Regions from separate parts of the Macaca mulatta genome. Here region 1 is linked to region 2. A link is a contact called in public Hi-C data. All regions are on one chromosome and are shown on one strand. Each heading gives the region's core, a stretch centred on a gene start, on an enhancer-like site or on the middle of the called end of the contact. The rest is flanking DNA. Distances are from core to core; before and after follow the strand shown. Region 1 holds the start of CAAP1 (caspase activity and apoptosis inhibitor 1). Region 2 holds the start of PLAA (phospholipase A2 activating protein).

Evidence for each region. A called contact is a pair of places that touch in the nucleus more often than the background predicts.
Region 1: a Hi-C map of liver shows a contact between it and region 2, with 3 times the contacts expected there. The contact joins the promoter of CAAP1 here to the promoter of PLAA in region 2. A contact is called at or near these places in 2 of 14 Hi-C or Micro-C datasets (cortical neurons and liver).

Annotation. Positions count from the first base shown.
Region 1 is chr15:72,366,660-72,373,918 of T2T-MMU8v2.0, forward strand. CAAP1 (caspase activity and apoptosis inhibitor 1) reads left to right here and starts at 5,713. Exons shown (of 6, transcript NM_001194328.1): 1 at 5,713-6,126. The coding sequence starts at 5,824.
Region 2 is chr15:72,318,412-72,325,328 of T2T-MMU8v2.0, forward strand. It overlaps PLAA (phospholipase A2 activating protein), which reads left to right and starts at 1,328. Exons shown (of 14, transcript NM_001260548.1): 1 at 1,328-1,587. The coding sequence starts at 1,439.

The sequences.
Region 1 (7,259 bases), core at 4,463-6,962, 53 kb after region 2:
ATCATGCCATTGCACTCCAGCCTGGGTAACAGAGTGAGGCTGTCTCAAAAAACAAAAACAAAAACAAAAAACTTAACTCAGATCAGCTTAATGGGGGAAAAAAAAAAGAATTACATTGGCTCACTGATGGAAAATAATAGTATCAGGATTTTTTTTACTTATTTCCGCAAGCGCTTTTGTTGGCCTCATTTTCTTAGAATTGTCACAAGACAGAGAACACGACAATGAGCAGCTAAGAGACAGTTTCCTTACAGTAGACAAATGAAATTAAATGATGACTTAGTGTGAAAGAGCAAATTTCTCACCTAATATCTCTTTACAAAATCCCAGAGAAGAACTGATTGACCCCGGCATTAATGCATGCCTATCCCTGGCAATCATTGTGATCAATGCTCAATGCATTGCTGAAATTGGTGTGTAAGAACCAGTCTCTGTCCACCCTCCCATATATACTTGTTCTGGGCAGAAAAGCAGTCTGCATTTGTTTGCAGAGCTTTAAGTCCATAGCAATATTTAGTGCTGAGCCTCTTAAGCATATTAAGTTGAACCATATGAAGCTGTCAATATTCAACTACATTTTCCTTTTTTTTCTCTCTGTCTCTCTGCTGCTTGAATCAACATTCAACCATTTTAAATCTGTAAAAAGCCACTTTCATATGGTTCAACCTAAAGAGACATCTCTCTAAGTCAGGCTTGTGATATCTCTATGGCATGTTCCTAGCATAAATCAAAGTCCTTCCCCTGTCTTCCATTCAGCAGAACCCCACATAGAAAGCAGTTTGTACCTGTGGTTCCAAAACCCACTTGACTGTCAACTTCTCAGTAGCAGCTAAGTCCCTACAGCTATATCTCTCTGCCATGCGATGTAAGAGCACTGCAAACCTCCTCCCGACCTCATTTATTAAAAGACTAGTTTCTAGCCATTAATTTTACTCATTCTGTCCCCCATACTGGAGTGCAGTGGTGCATTCACAGCTCACAGCAGCCTCAGTCTCCCCAGGCCTCAGGTAATCCTTCCACCTCAGCTTCCTGAGTAGCTGGGACTACAGGCATGTGCCACCATGCCTGGCTAATTTTTTTTTTCTTTTTTTTTTTTTTTGTATTTTTTTGTAGAGATGGTGTTTTGCCATGTTGCTCAGGCTGTTCTTGAACTCCTCGGTTCAAGGGATCCACCCAACTCAGCCTCCTAAAGTGCTAGTATTACAGATTGGGCCACTGTATCCAGCCTTTGTCAAATTTTTAATAAGTACAGTGGGATATTCGGAATAAAGAAGCAAATAAGGCCAGGCGCAGTGGCTCACGCCTGTAATCCTAGCACTTTGGGAGGCTCAGGCAGGCAGATCACAAGGTCAGGAGTTCTAGAACAGCTTGGCCAACATGGTGAAACCCCATCTCTACTAAAACTACAAAAATTAGCTGGGTGTGGTGGTGGGTGCCTGTAATCCCGGCTACTCGGGAGGCTGGGGCAGGAGAATCACTTGAATCTGAGGCTGCAGTGAGCTGAGGTCGCACCATTGCACTCCAGCCTAAGCAACAGGGCGAGATTCTGTCTCAAAAAAAAAAAAAAAAAAAAAAGCAGCAGCAAATAAAACAAAGTCCTTGCTTTCAAAGAGCTTACATTCAAGTGGAAGGAGACAGATAAATATATGTGTGGTAGTGTTTAAGGGTGCTGAAGAAAAATGGTAAGAAGAATGCAGAGTGCCATAGTGAGTGAGGACAGAAGCACTTCCTATTGTGTATTTTCTTATTGTTTCCCCTCACTAAAAATATGCTTATGAAGGCCTGCATTTTGTCTATTTTCTCCCCTTCTCTATCGCCAGAGGTAGAACAATGCCTTTGTGTCCTAGAACAAGTGTGTGAGAGGACAAAGACTGTGATTCATCTGCCAAGTTCATAAATACTGTACAGCAATCTAGTGAGGAGTGCCTTGCCTTCTTGGTCCACCTGAAGAAATATGAACACCGTCTGTCAGGTAGCTGTAGAACAAAGTGGAAACCCGGAAGCTTCTCAATTAATTTTATAAGAGAGCAATTTGCAGCCAGAAATTAATAAAGAACTAGCTCTATCCAGGCTACACATAACATTGTAGATCTGTATTAGCTAGCTCAAGGTGCCATAACAAAGTGCCACAAACTGGGTGTCTTAAACAGAAATTTATTTTCTCAGTTCTGGAGGCTAAAGGTCCAAGATCAGCATGTCATCAAGGTTGGTTTCTGGTGAGGCTTCTCTTCCCAGCTTGTAGATGGCTACCTTCTCACTGTGTCTTCACATGGCCTTTCCTCTGTGCGTGGTGAGAAGACAGGGCAGTCTGTTCTTTTCTTTAGAGGCGTGGTCTTGCTTTGTTGTTCAGGGTGGAGTACAGTGGCTATTCACAGCTGTGACCTCATTACTAATCAGCATGGGAGGTTTTGTTTTGTTTTTTGAGATGGAGTCTTGCTCTGTTGCTCAGGCTGGAGTGCAGTGGCACCATCTCGGCTCACTGCAACCTCCACCTCCAGAGTTCAAGCAATTTCTGGCTAATTTTTGTATTTTTAGTAGAGATGGGGTTTCACTATGTTGGCCAGGCTGGTCTCGAACTCTTGACCTCAGGGGATCTGCCTGCCTCGGCCTCCCAAAGTGCTATAATTATAGGTGTGAGCCACCATGCCTAGCCTAGCATGGGAGTTTTTACCTGTTCCATTTTGGGCCTGGCCCAGTTCACCCCGCTTAGGCAACCTGGTGGCTTCCACTCCCAGAAGGTCACCATATTGATGCTGAACTAAGTGCAGACACCTGATCAGTATAGCACACCACAGCCCGGAATTTCTGGCCTCAAGCAATCCTCCCCAGTTTGCCTCCTGAGTAGCTTGCACTGCAGGCATGCACCACTGTACCAGGCTCTTTTTTTTTTTTTTTTTTTTTTTGAGATGGAGTCTCACTCTGTCACCCAAGCTGGAGTGCAGTGGTGTGATCTCGGTTCATTGCAAGCTCTGCCTCCCGGGTTCACGCCATTCTCCTGCCTCAGCCTCCCAAGTAGCTGGGATACAGGTGCCCGCCACCACGCTGGGCTAATTTTGTATTTTTGGTAGAGATGGGATTTCACCGTGTTGGCCAGGATGGTCTCCATCTCCCTTGTGATCTGCCCGCCTCAGCCTCCCAAAGTGCTGGGATTACAGGCGTGAGCCACCGTCACTGGCCCAGGCTCTTCTTTTAATAAGGACACCAGTTAGATTAGGGATCCACCCTTACGACCTCATTTAACCTTAATTACCTCCTTAATGACCCTATCTCCAAATTCAGTCACATTGAGGTTAGGGTTTAGGGATTCAACATATGAATTTTGTGGGTGATGTTATAGAACCATCAGGTTCTATTAACCACTACATGGTACCAGACCAATACATGGAAACAGCAGGAGTTGCAGCAGAGAAATAGTTTAATAATGGTATGGCAGCCAAGGGAGAAGATGGGAGGGAACCTCAAATCACCTCCCCCCGTAAGTTTTGGACAGGGGTTTTTAAGGAAATGTTGGTAGGTAGGGGGCTGAGGAGCTAGGGGTTGCTGATTGGTTAGGGCATGGGGGATGTAATCATAAGAAGGTAGAAAGTGTATTCTTGTGCTGAGTTCGTTTCTTAGAAGGGGTCTTCAAACGGAGTAGCATCAGTGACCCCACTGATATGGTTCCAATGACTGGAGGAGTCCTTTGTCTCATGCTGGTTTAAATAAAATGATACAGACAAAAGTGGAGTGGTTTTAAGGAATGGAGAATTTAATATGCAAGAAATAAGAGGCTCCCTCATACACAGCCAGAGGGAAGAGGGCTCCAAGCCAAAAGAGGGAATCCCCGGTGCAGCAGGCAACAGCCAATTATGAGGCTGGAGGAGGTGGTGACAAATCTGCATATGACCCAGGGAATTGGTTTGACCAGGTATGTCATTCACATAGCCTGCAAAAAAAGTGGCCCTCCCACCCTAGTCTTTTAATATGCAAATGCAGGGTGCCATGATGTTCTACACATGTGGGGGTATGTGGGGATGGTCATATTGCTAGGCACGTGGGGACAAGAAGAAGAGGGGAATCGCCATACTGAGTAAACCAAGTTTCTAATGGTCTGCATTTGCATATCAAAGCTTGCCAGCCCAGCTTTCTTGCTAGACAAGGAACATTTCTGGAGCTGCTTTAAAAGGAAAAAAACTTTCCAAAGACCGCTTTTCCTCTCTATCTATCTAAAATAATTTCTTAACTCCTATAACACCATTGGAGTACAGAATCTGGGAAATATCTCAAAATGGGAAACTTGAGATTTCTTAACTGAGTCAAAGATACTATCTATAAAGCAATAAGCAGCTATAAGGAAGTGGGCTATAGGAAAAGTTTGTTAATGTTTAGCTATGCTTCTACTCAAAACTTATCTTTTGTTAAAAATCTCGCGATTTGGCAGGGCACGGTTGCTCACACCTGTAATCCCAGCACTTTGGGAGGCTGAGGAGGGTGGATCACCTGAGGTCGGGAGTTTGAGACCAGCCTGACCAACATGGAGAAACCCTGTCTCTACTAAAAATACAAACTTAGCCTGCCGTGGTGGCGCATGGCTGTAGTCCCAGCTACTTAGGAGGCTGAGGCAGGAGAATCGCTTGAACACGGGAGGCGGAGGTTACTGTGAGCTGGGATCGTGCATTGTACTCCAGCCTGGGCAATAAGAGTGAAACTCAGTCTCAAAAAAAAAAAATTCTAGCAATTTAGTTTTATTAAAATTATGAGGATGGTTTCAGGGACACAATTCATAACAGGTTTATAAATGTAACATGTTATTAATTTTATGTATTTTTCCCATCTGTGAACACAACACTCTCAATCCTTTCAGATATGACTCTTAATGAGTGTGATACTTAATGGAACCCCTGGGAACACACTGGGCTCAGTCCCAGCATTTACCTTAGAAGACCAATTTAAGAGTGGGGCCTGGGGGAAGACAGTTTTCCTAGGGCTGGAAGTATTCCTAGTTATTAACCCTAGGCTGGTTTGTTTTAGGCACTTAAGTAGTTGCTGAATGACTGAGACAAATAGGAGACAAAGTGAAGGGAAGCTTCTTTAGTTGCTTCTTACCCCAGGGAAAGGCACAGAATTACTACCACCCAGCTAGTTTTGCCCCAGGCTCTACGTTTTTCCCTCAGTGGCTAAAGGCCCCTGCTGAAATGGCAAAGACCTTGGTTCACTTTTTAAGTGTTCTAGCTCCCTTTCCTCAAAATCTGCCTTCTGTTTAGATTACATCCACCCATAAAATCTCATAAAGCTTTGACCCATTTTCAATTTTAAAAATGAACTCAAGCTCTTTACTTGTCCATGTTAGACTCTACGCAAGAAATACATAATTTGCCCAGGTAATGACGAAAAGGAGATGCAACAACTTTTCCCTAGGTTCTCTTTATTGTTACAGCGTTGTTAATATCTTAAGATTTGGAGGTAGACGGAAATGGAGAATCAACAACTATACTTCAACCTTACTGTAAACTGACAAACACACTAAAAAGTTTCGAAGGTAAAACGACATAAGTTCCACCTTCTATGCTTTGTGGAGGTATAAAAACAAAACAAAACAAAAAAACTGTCTAGACAGGCTACCCGCTACACACTCCAACCGACCTCAGCGACCGGAGGAGGAAGCGCAACTGGTTCTAGCAACCCCTCCGCCACCCTGGCCCATAACGCTTCACCACGTTCTGTGTCACGGACGGAAGTGACGCATAACCTGCGACGCCAGTGCCTGCCGCCCACTGCCGCGGGAGTCGGGCTTCGGTCACACCAGGCAGCGGACTTTCCTCCGATGGTTGCAGCAGAGGGACCATGACGGGGAAAAAGTCCTCCCGGGAGAAACGGCGCAAACGTAGCAGTCAGGAGGCGGCTGCGGCGCTCGCGGCCCCGGACATCGTACCCGCCTTGGCCAGCGGCGGCAGTGGAAGCACTAGCGGCTGCGGGAGCGTCGGGGGCTGCGGGAGCGTCAGCTGCTGTGGGAACGCCAGCTTTAGTGGAAGTGTCACCGGCGGTGGGAGCGGCGGCAGCTGCTGGGGCGGGAGCAGCGTGGAGCGTAGTGAGCGCCGGAAGCGGAGGAGTACCGACTCTTCCAGCGTCTCGGGCTCCCTGCAGCAGGTGCGTGCGCGCCCCTCTGGCCGCTTCCCGGAGCTGCTGCTTTTTCGGAAGAAGTCGGGCTACCAGAGGGATGGGGCGCCGGCTGGAGCTCACTGCTAGCGCGGCGATCCCAAGGTCGTCCGTGCTTGAGGTTCATGTTCCTACCTAAGTCCTGGTGAGCCCCACACTCCCATCCGTGTCTTAAATCTTGAACGTCAAGTTTCTGGATTTCCTGATCATCTCTTTTTTTTTTTTTTTAATACTCTTGGCTCCTTCCACTCCTATGGTTTCAGTCTCCCAGAAGAATATGAGTTGGAAGCTAGCCTTCATTTCCCTTGCAAGCCAAACAGTTCTCCCTTCGTGTTCATCTTTTCATAGATGTGGTTAACTCCACATTACTGATGAGAAAATTGAGGCCCAAGGAAGTTAAGAAACTTTACCCACAGTCACAGAGTTTGTTAATAGCTCCTAGGTTTGAATCCAAATATCTGACTACAAAGGCCATGTTCTTTATACGCCACCAATCTACCAAGAGAACGCCGTTTAAAAAAAGTTCGTAATTTGTTTCAAAACAATGTAATTTAAATTCATTCAATGCAGAAATAAAGGGAAAGCGTTAAGTCCTTCTTGCCCCTCCATTAATATTTTGATACGCGGCCTCTTTTAATCACTCCTCGTCAGATATGTGTATTTAAGTTGCTACATTTAAGCTGTGTTGTGTTATTCCCGCTGTTGAGTACCTGCGTTGTTGTGATAGGCTTCTTTATATACGTGGTTTGTTATTTTTAGTGACTGCCTGGTATTTTATTATTTTTTTTGGTATTTAGGTTTGCAGGGTTTTTTTGTATTGTGACTACGAACACCTTTATGTATATATCTTATACAAGAGTTATGTTGGGAGAGAGTGTCAGCACTGAAATTCCTGGGTCAAAGTTTGTGCTGTTAAAAACTTGGTGAATGCCGCCAAATGCTTTCCAAATGAGACTTTACAGATTTATAGTGCAAACAGTACATATATAAGAATACCTATTTCTGAAATTCTTAACTAGCTTTTGATAACCATTTTTTTAAAAAAATGCCAGACTAATGGGTCAAATTAATATTGTGTTTGTTTTAATTTTTATTTTCCTGATTAGTGAGATTGAACATTTTAA
Region 2 (6,917 bases), core at 78-2,577:
TCTCAAACAAACAAACAAACAAAAAACAACAACAAAAAAATGGAAAGCCATCAGAGGTCGTCAAGCAGATAAAAAACAATAAAGTGTGTATTTCACAAATATATTTTAATGTGTAGGATTGGCTGGAGAGAAGGGGTAGAAAGGCTAAAGAAAAGTTGAAATAATTTAAGTAAGACTAATTGGTAGAGATTTCTAACAGATAGCTAGAAATACAGATCTAGAGTTTGGAAAAGACAATATGGGAATACAGCTTTAGAAATAAGCAAAGTAGTAAATAATCCACCCAGGGAGGGGATATGGTAGCAAAGAAGTATCAAAAGGCAACATTTCAAGAATGATCTCCCAAACCAGGAGAAAAGTGATTCCAAACCTAGAGTGGGAGTTTTAGGAAGGGGAGAAATCAGAAAAGTGTGAATTGGGCTTAGCAATTTAGAAAGGTTTGTAGAAAAGTGTAGTTGGATGCGAGAGAATAGCGGATGGGAGGGAAACAAAGTAAAGAGACAGGTCATGTTGACCCTGGTACTCAGTAAGATCTGATAATGACCAGCAAGTAGCACCACGGGTGGGTGGGCGGGGGGCTTGTTAACAATACGTATCTCGGCTCTAACCCAGACCTACTGAATCAGAATCTACATTTTAACAAGTCGCCAGAAAAAAGTAGTTATACCTTTAAAAAATTGACTTGGACCACTGTATTTGTTTGTAAATTTGACAATAGAGGGTAGGACATTCGGATAACTTGAAACGGAGGAATAGTTCAGTGATTAATAGTTCCCAATTTGGCCTCAAGCTTTCTCGTTTTAATTGAAAAACACAGTTAACTTGCAAAAACCTCGAGATTATCAGGGAAAAGAGGTGAGGATGACCTAACAGTACACACCAAACAATCTCACTCAGCCATTCCGCCAAGCCCAGCGCGAAGAACTCAGGCTTAAAATATCCGGATTCGGCGCGCTGGATGTTCACGCCAACTGGCGCGGCATTATGGGAGTTGTAGTCCCGGCCCGCGTCCCGAATTACGACAAACGGTTGGGCCCGGAGTCGGAAGAGATCTGGGTTTGGGAAGGATCCCCGGGTCGGGCGTCCTGGTGGCAGGGAGGGGCTCTTTCTCTCTTCCTCGGCGGGGAGTCCCGAGCCCAGGAGTAAAGCGAGCTCAGCTCCACATCGCCGTCAGCTGCCGAGACGCACACACTCTGCGTCATGGAGGGCTGAGGCCGATGATGAATTCCGGTGTGCCTGTCAGGCTTGCTGTGTCACTCGGCCCGCTCGGCGCGCCCCTTCCCAGCCGCCCTTCCGTACCGGCTCTCGGGCTCTTCCGGTCTCCGGCCGCCACTTACCTACAGGCCCTTCTCCGGCCGCGGCCCGGCGCTTTCCGAGTCGCCCCTACGGACTGGACTTGCGCAGTGCCCGGGCACCGGGCGCCCAACAGACACTGGCCATGACGAGCGGCGCCACCAGGTACCGGCTGAGCTGCTCGCTCCGGGGCCACGAGCTGGACGTACGGGGCCTGGTGTGCTGCCCCTTTCCGCCGGGGGCCTTTGTGTCCGTGTCCCGAGACCGCACCACCCGCCTCTGGGCCCCAGACAGGTGAGCCCTGGGAGTTGCCCCCAGGTTGCCCCCGGCTGTGTTGCACGCTTCCCGGAGAGTGGAAAGAGAGTGACCCTTCCCTGTCAATCCTGCCGTCTCTCTCTCCCCCCAGTCTTCCCTCTGCTCTCCGCTCCCTTCCAATTCTCAGACTACTGAAACTCTGTGTAAGAAACCATCGAGATTTAAGTGGAAAGAGCACCGGTTTGGGGGACCAAAGACCAGCCTTGTTGTGCTAACTTGACCGCAGACCAGTCTCCTACCTTTTGGGCCTTCAGTTTTTGGACGATGATCTCCCAAGTTTCTTTTAGACTTGAAAATTTATTGATTCCAATTGCACCCTCTGAAGTGAGGTAGTTTGAAGACATCTGACATGTCTCTTTTTTTATTTTCGAAGAAGATGCTCTGTAGTCTTCTCTAAAATTTAATTTTTGAAGACTTTAGTTCTCAAAAATTGTATTGCTGAATCCTCTTCTCGTCCAGGTTAGAATTTTAGTCTGTGGTCTGTGCTGGTCTTGAGGGAGTGAAACCTCTTGGATGTTTTGTTTCTGTGCATGTGCTGTTTCTTGAGGAGAAGGAGCATTCATTACCTTCAAAGGATTTGTCAGAAAGGTTCACGAACCAAAAAAAAAAAGGTTAGGAATCAGTCCTGATCGAGTTCACGGGCTCAGCCCTGATTTGGCTGGTTGTTGCAGGATATTTAAGAACTAGAAGACAGATTTCAGTTCACAGAAAGAAGAATTGAGGTTATTTGTTATTTAGTAGCCCTCCCACTGTTAGGAATTTCAGAATTTGAGTCACCATCCATAAATTCAGTTGATAACTATTGAGTGCCTCCTATTTGTTTGGGATACTGGAGAGGAATAAAGGCAGACAAGTTGCCAGTTTTTCTGGAGCTTTCTTACAGTCTGATGGGGAAGATACATTAGAAAACAAGCCAATAAATAATTAAAAACTGGCATATGAAGAAAACATACAGTTAATAATTAGGTGGAGAGATATTAAAGGAAGCCTCTCTGAGGAGTTGTTTGTTTAAAGCTGACATTTGAAGCATGAGATGGATGGAGCTGGTCGTGGAAGAGCAAATGGGGAGGGTTGAATTGGAAAAGCATTCCAGACAGCAGGAGGAGCAAACAGGAGGAATTTAGCTGTGAGCTGAGGGCAGGTCTTTGAGGCTGGCAAGAGCCAGGTTATGGAGTTTGCAAATGGAAGCCTTCAAATAGTTTCAAGCAGGGAGCAACATAATCTGATTTCCGTGTTGAGAAGTTTCTGCTAGCTGATGATAGAGAATAGATTGGGAAGGGGTAAGTGTAGAAGTAGGTTTGTTTGGAGGCTTTTGAAGTAGTATAATCAACACAAGATGGTCCACTAGACTAGGTATAGTATAGAGCAAATTCCTGTATTAATTGAATGACATGATCTCTAAAGATCTCTTCTAACTCTAAAATTCTATAATATCCAAAACTACTTAGTAACACTAATATTTAACTTTTTGTTTGAGTTATTAGGTTTTTAACCTTTAAAATGGAATCCAGTGGAAGCATAAGCCCAGTAGAATATAACTATTGCAGTAAGGAGTATAGTCAAGGATGCCTGTTTTAATAGTGGAATCCTGTCATTAAACTTTTGGGACTACTAGTTTGACAAGAGTTTAATCACTGGAGTGGTTGTACTTACCAGGAACTTGAAGAACTTTGGGCTGAACTGATTCTCTATTTGAAAAGTGATTTTGTTTTTCATTGAACTATTGATTTCTTTTCTTTTCTTTTTTTTTTTTTTTTTTTTTGAGGCAGAGTTTCGCTCTTGTTGCCCAGGCTGGAGTGCAGTGGCACGATTTTGGCTCACTGCAACCTCTGCCTCCGGGGTTCAAGCGATTCTCCTGCCTCAGCCTCCCAAGTAGCTGGGATTACAGGCATGTGCCACCACGCCCAGCTGATTTTGTATTTTTAGTAGAACTGGGATTTCTCCATGTTGGTCAGGCTGATCTTGAACTCCCGACCTCAGATGATCTGCCCACCTTGGCCTCCCAGTGTTGGGATTACAGGTGTGACCCACCATGCCTGGCCAAACTCATGATTTTTCTGTTTTTGTTTTTCAAAATTCATTCCTGTATGTATTTATCTAACACCAATGAAGAACTTGCATTTTGCCAGTTACAGTGTTAGCGCGTAGTGAGGTAAGATTATCTAGTCTCTCATATCCAGCTGGTTACGTTAGCAAACTTGTCCATCCTGTGGCCCATAGGTGACTTTGACAGTGACCCAACACAAATTCATAAACTGTCTTAGAACATTATGAGGCTTTTTTTGTGATGTTTTTAAATGCTCATCAGCTATTGTAATTATTAGTGTATTTTATGTGTGGCCAAAGACAATTTTTCTTGCAACATGGCCCAGGAAAGTCAAAAGATTGGATACCCCAGGGTTAGAGTGTTTTATAGTCATTAGGTGATTAAGTTCTTATTGATGCCAACTAAAGTGTCTCAACCGTACCTTTAGTGTTGTAGAAGTGTCCTCAAGTCTGACATATTGACAATTTTTATTTCATGATACGTGTCTTCTCTTTTGTGTTGCTGTAGCAGAGTACTACAGACTGGGTAAGTTATAAAGAAAAGAAATTTATTTTTCATAGTTCTGGATACTGGGAAGTCCAGTATCAAGGTATCGGCATCTTGAGAGGTCCTCTTTGCTGCTGCATCATCCCATGGTGGAAGGGCAAGAGAGCACACAGCAAGAGGCATGGGGGGACAAACTTGCTTTTATAACAAAGCCACTCTCTAAGCAATAATGACATTAATCCATTCATGGGGGCAGAACCCTCCCGATCGAATCACCTCTTAAAGGTCCTACTTCTCAACATGGTTGCATTAAAGATTAAGTTTCCAGCACATGAACTTTGGGGGACACATTCAGGCCATTAATAGAATATGTGTGTCATTTTGTTTTTTTTGAGACAGGGTCTCACTTTGTTGCCCAGGGTGGAGTGCAATGGTATGATCACTGCTCACTGCAGCCTCGATCTTCTGGGCTCAAACAATCCTCCCACCACCTCAGCCTCTTAAGTAACTGGGACTACAGGCGAGAACCACCATGCCCGGCTAACTTTTATTTATTTTTGTAGAGATGGGGGTCTTACTAGATTGCCGAGGATGGTCTCAAACTCCTGGGCTTATAGCAATCCTCCTGCCTCAGCCTCCCAAAGTGTTGGAATTAAAGGTGTGAGCCAGCACTCCCAGCTCATAACAGCATATTAATAAAGTTAATGAAATCCTATAAATGTTTGGAACCAAGTAGTAAGTGAAATTTGCTTTCCCATGTAGCCAAGTGGTAAATGAAATTTACCACTATAAATTTGAATCAGTACCACCGATTCAACTTCAGATTCGTTGTTCGTTACCAAATTGCCTCTTACCGAATCTGACCTGGTCTGTCTACCTCTAATGCAAATGAAATTTACCACTGCTTTCCATATATGTTGTTGCCAAGGTTCATGTAGGGATGGACTGGGAATAATGGGGGAAGTTAGTTCTAGGGAGGTAGAAATAGTTCTGTTTTAGAGTAGACTGAACCAGATACCTAGTCTTTCACAAAAGCCGTTTGAAAACCCGGAAAGTCTCGACCTTCTGAACACCTTTCAGAATGGAGACATATCTGTTAGTTGGGCATTGAACTAAGCCAGCAACATGCCATTGTTTCAGACTACTTCAGACCTCTATAAGCTAACTTCAAGCTAAATTACATTTCCCAAGTCTGTCTGTCATTGACTTCTGGGTAGGGAGAGATGAGTGAGATAAGACTTCAGCAACTTTGCCTTTATATTGCCTTGCCTTTTGAAAAACGACCCGTATTTGAAGACACATCTTCAGATACAGGATCTGATTATGTTAATCTATATTAATAGATTTTTTTAGGTGTAATCTATTAGTTCCTACTGTAGAATATGAGAATTTAGCTCTCTTTCTGCCTTCCACTCACCCCATCACGTATCCATCTTTTCTGTGCTCTGACTCTTACAATTTAAGCTGTGGAATAATCTATAACTCTTCCTCAACAATTTTATAATCTCCATGTGGCTAATAATTGTTTTATTTTGGTTTTCATTTGCTTAGCTTTCTATGTATTTATCACTGATTCAACTTCAAATTCTTTGTTCGTTACCAAATCACCTCTTAAGGCATTTAGATACATTGGATATTTTACAATTTCCTCTTCGTGACAATGCAAACTTTCTGACCTGGTCTGTCTACCTCTGATGCACAACTAATCCTGGGGTTTCCCTTCATCGTTGTTTACAAAATAACTTTCTTGAACCTCATGTGTTGGATTTTTACTGTCAGTATCCTTTAGCTTTCTCTTTGTTGGTTTCTTCCTTGTTGCCTTATTGGAACATAACCTCTAGGAGCTTCCTGAAACATAGTGCATCAGTAATAAATGTTTTAAGACCTTGCAAGTCTGAAAGTGGTTTTATTTTGCCTTGCTACTGGAACGATAATTTGAATGGTTGTAGCATTCTAATTTTAAAATAATTTTCTTTCAGAATTGTGATGGAATCCATTTTATTTCATCTTTTAGTGTTACTGTTGAGAAGTCTGAAACCATTCTGATTTTTGAACTACTATTTTTTTTCTTTCTGTAAGGCAGTCTACTTCTATCCATTGTTCCAGCCCATTGGTGGGCCCTTTTACTATGAAAACTCATGTCCATAAAGTCTGGGAAATGTTCTTCAATTAATTCCAATTAATTCTTTGGCTGCTTTCTCTTTATTCTGTCTTCTTTTTTCTGAAACTGTTTTTATTCAGATACTGAACTTGCTTTCTAAATTTCTCTTTTTTTTTTCTTGTCTATAATCTCTAGCAGGTTGCCTTGACTTTTTGTGAAATTATGTCCTGTTTCATGGTTGCAATGTCTTACACCTCTAAGGATGATAATGACAATTTTTAAAAATGTTTTAAGTTATTTTCTCCTTAATGGTCTGTTTTCCTCCAGATTGGTTTTTTTCTCGTCTCTGTTTGTTTTGATCACTGTATTTCATGCTGGAGGCTTTCCCCAGATGTCTGGTAATCTTTATTGTGTGCTCAGCCTTATGGGTAGAGAATTAAGAAGCTCCTGGGAGATCTATGCTCCTGAATGGGGCTTGTTGGTTGTGAGTTTTACTGTTGAGTTATCTGGTAGGGCCATTATATTGGGCTGATCTGCTGCCTGGAGGATGAGGGTGTGGTTTCCAGGGTTTTGTTTTGGTGGTCTTGGGCTCCAGTTCTTCACACTCCAAGACTCAACTATCCTTATGTGCCCCCATTCAAAGATTTTCACCTTTTTAAAGAAAAAGCTTCAGAC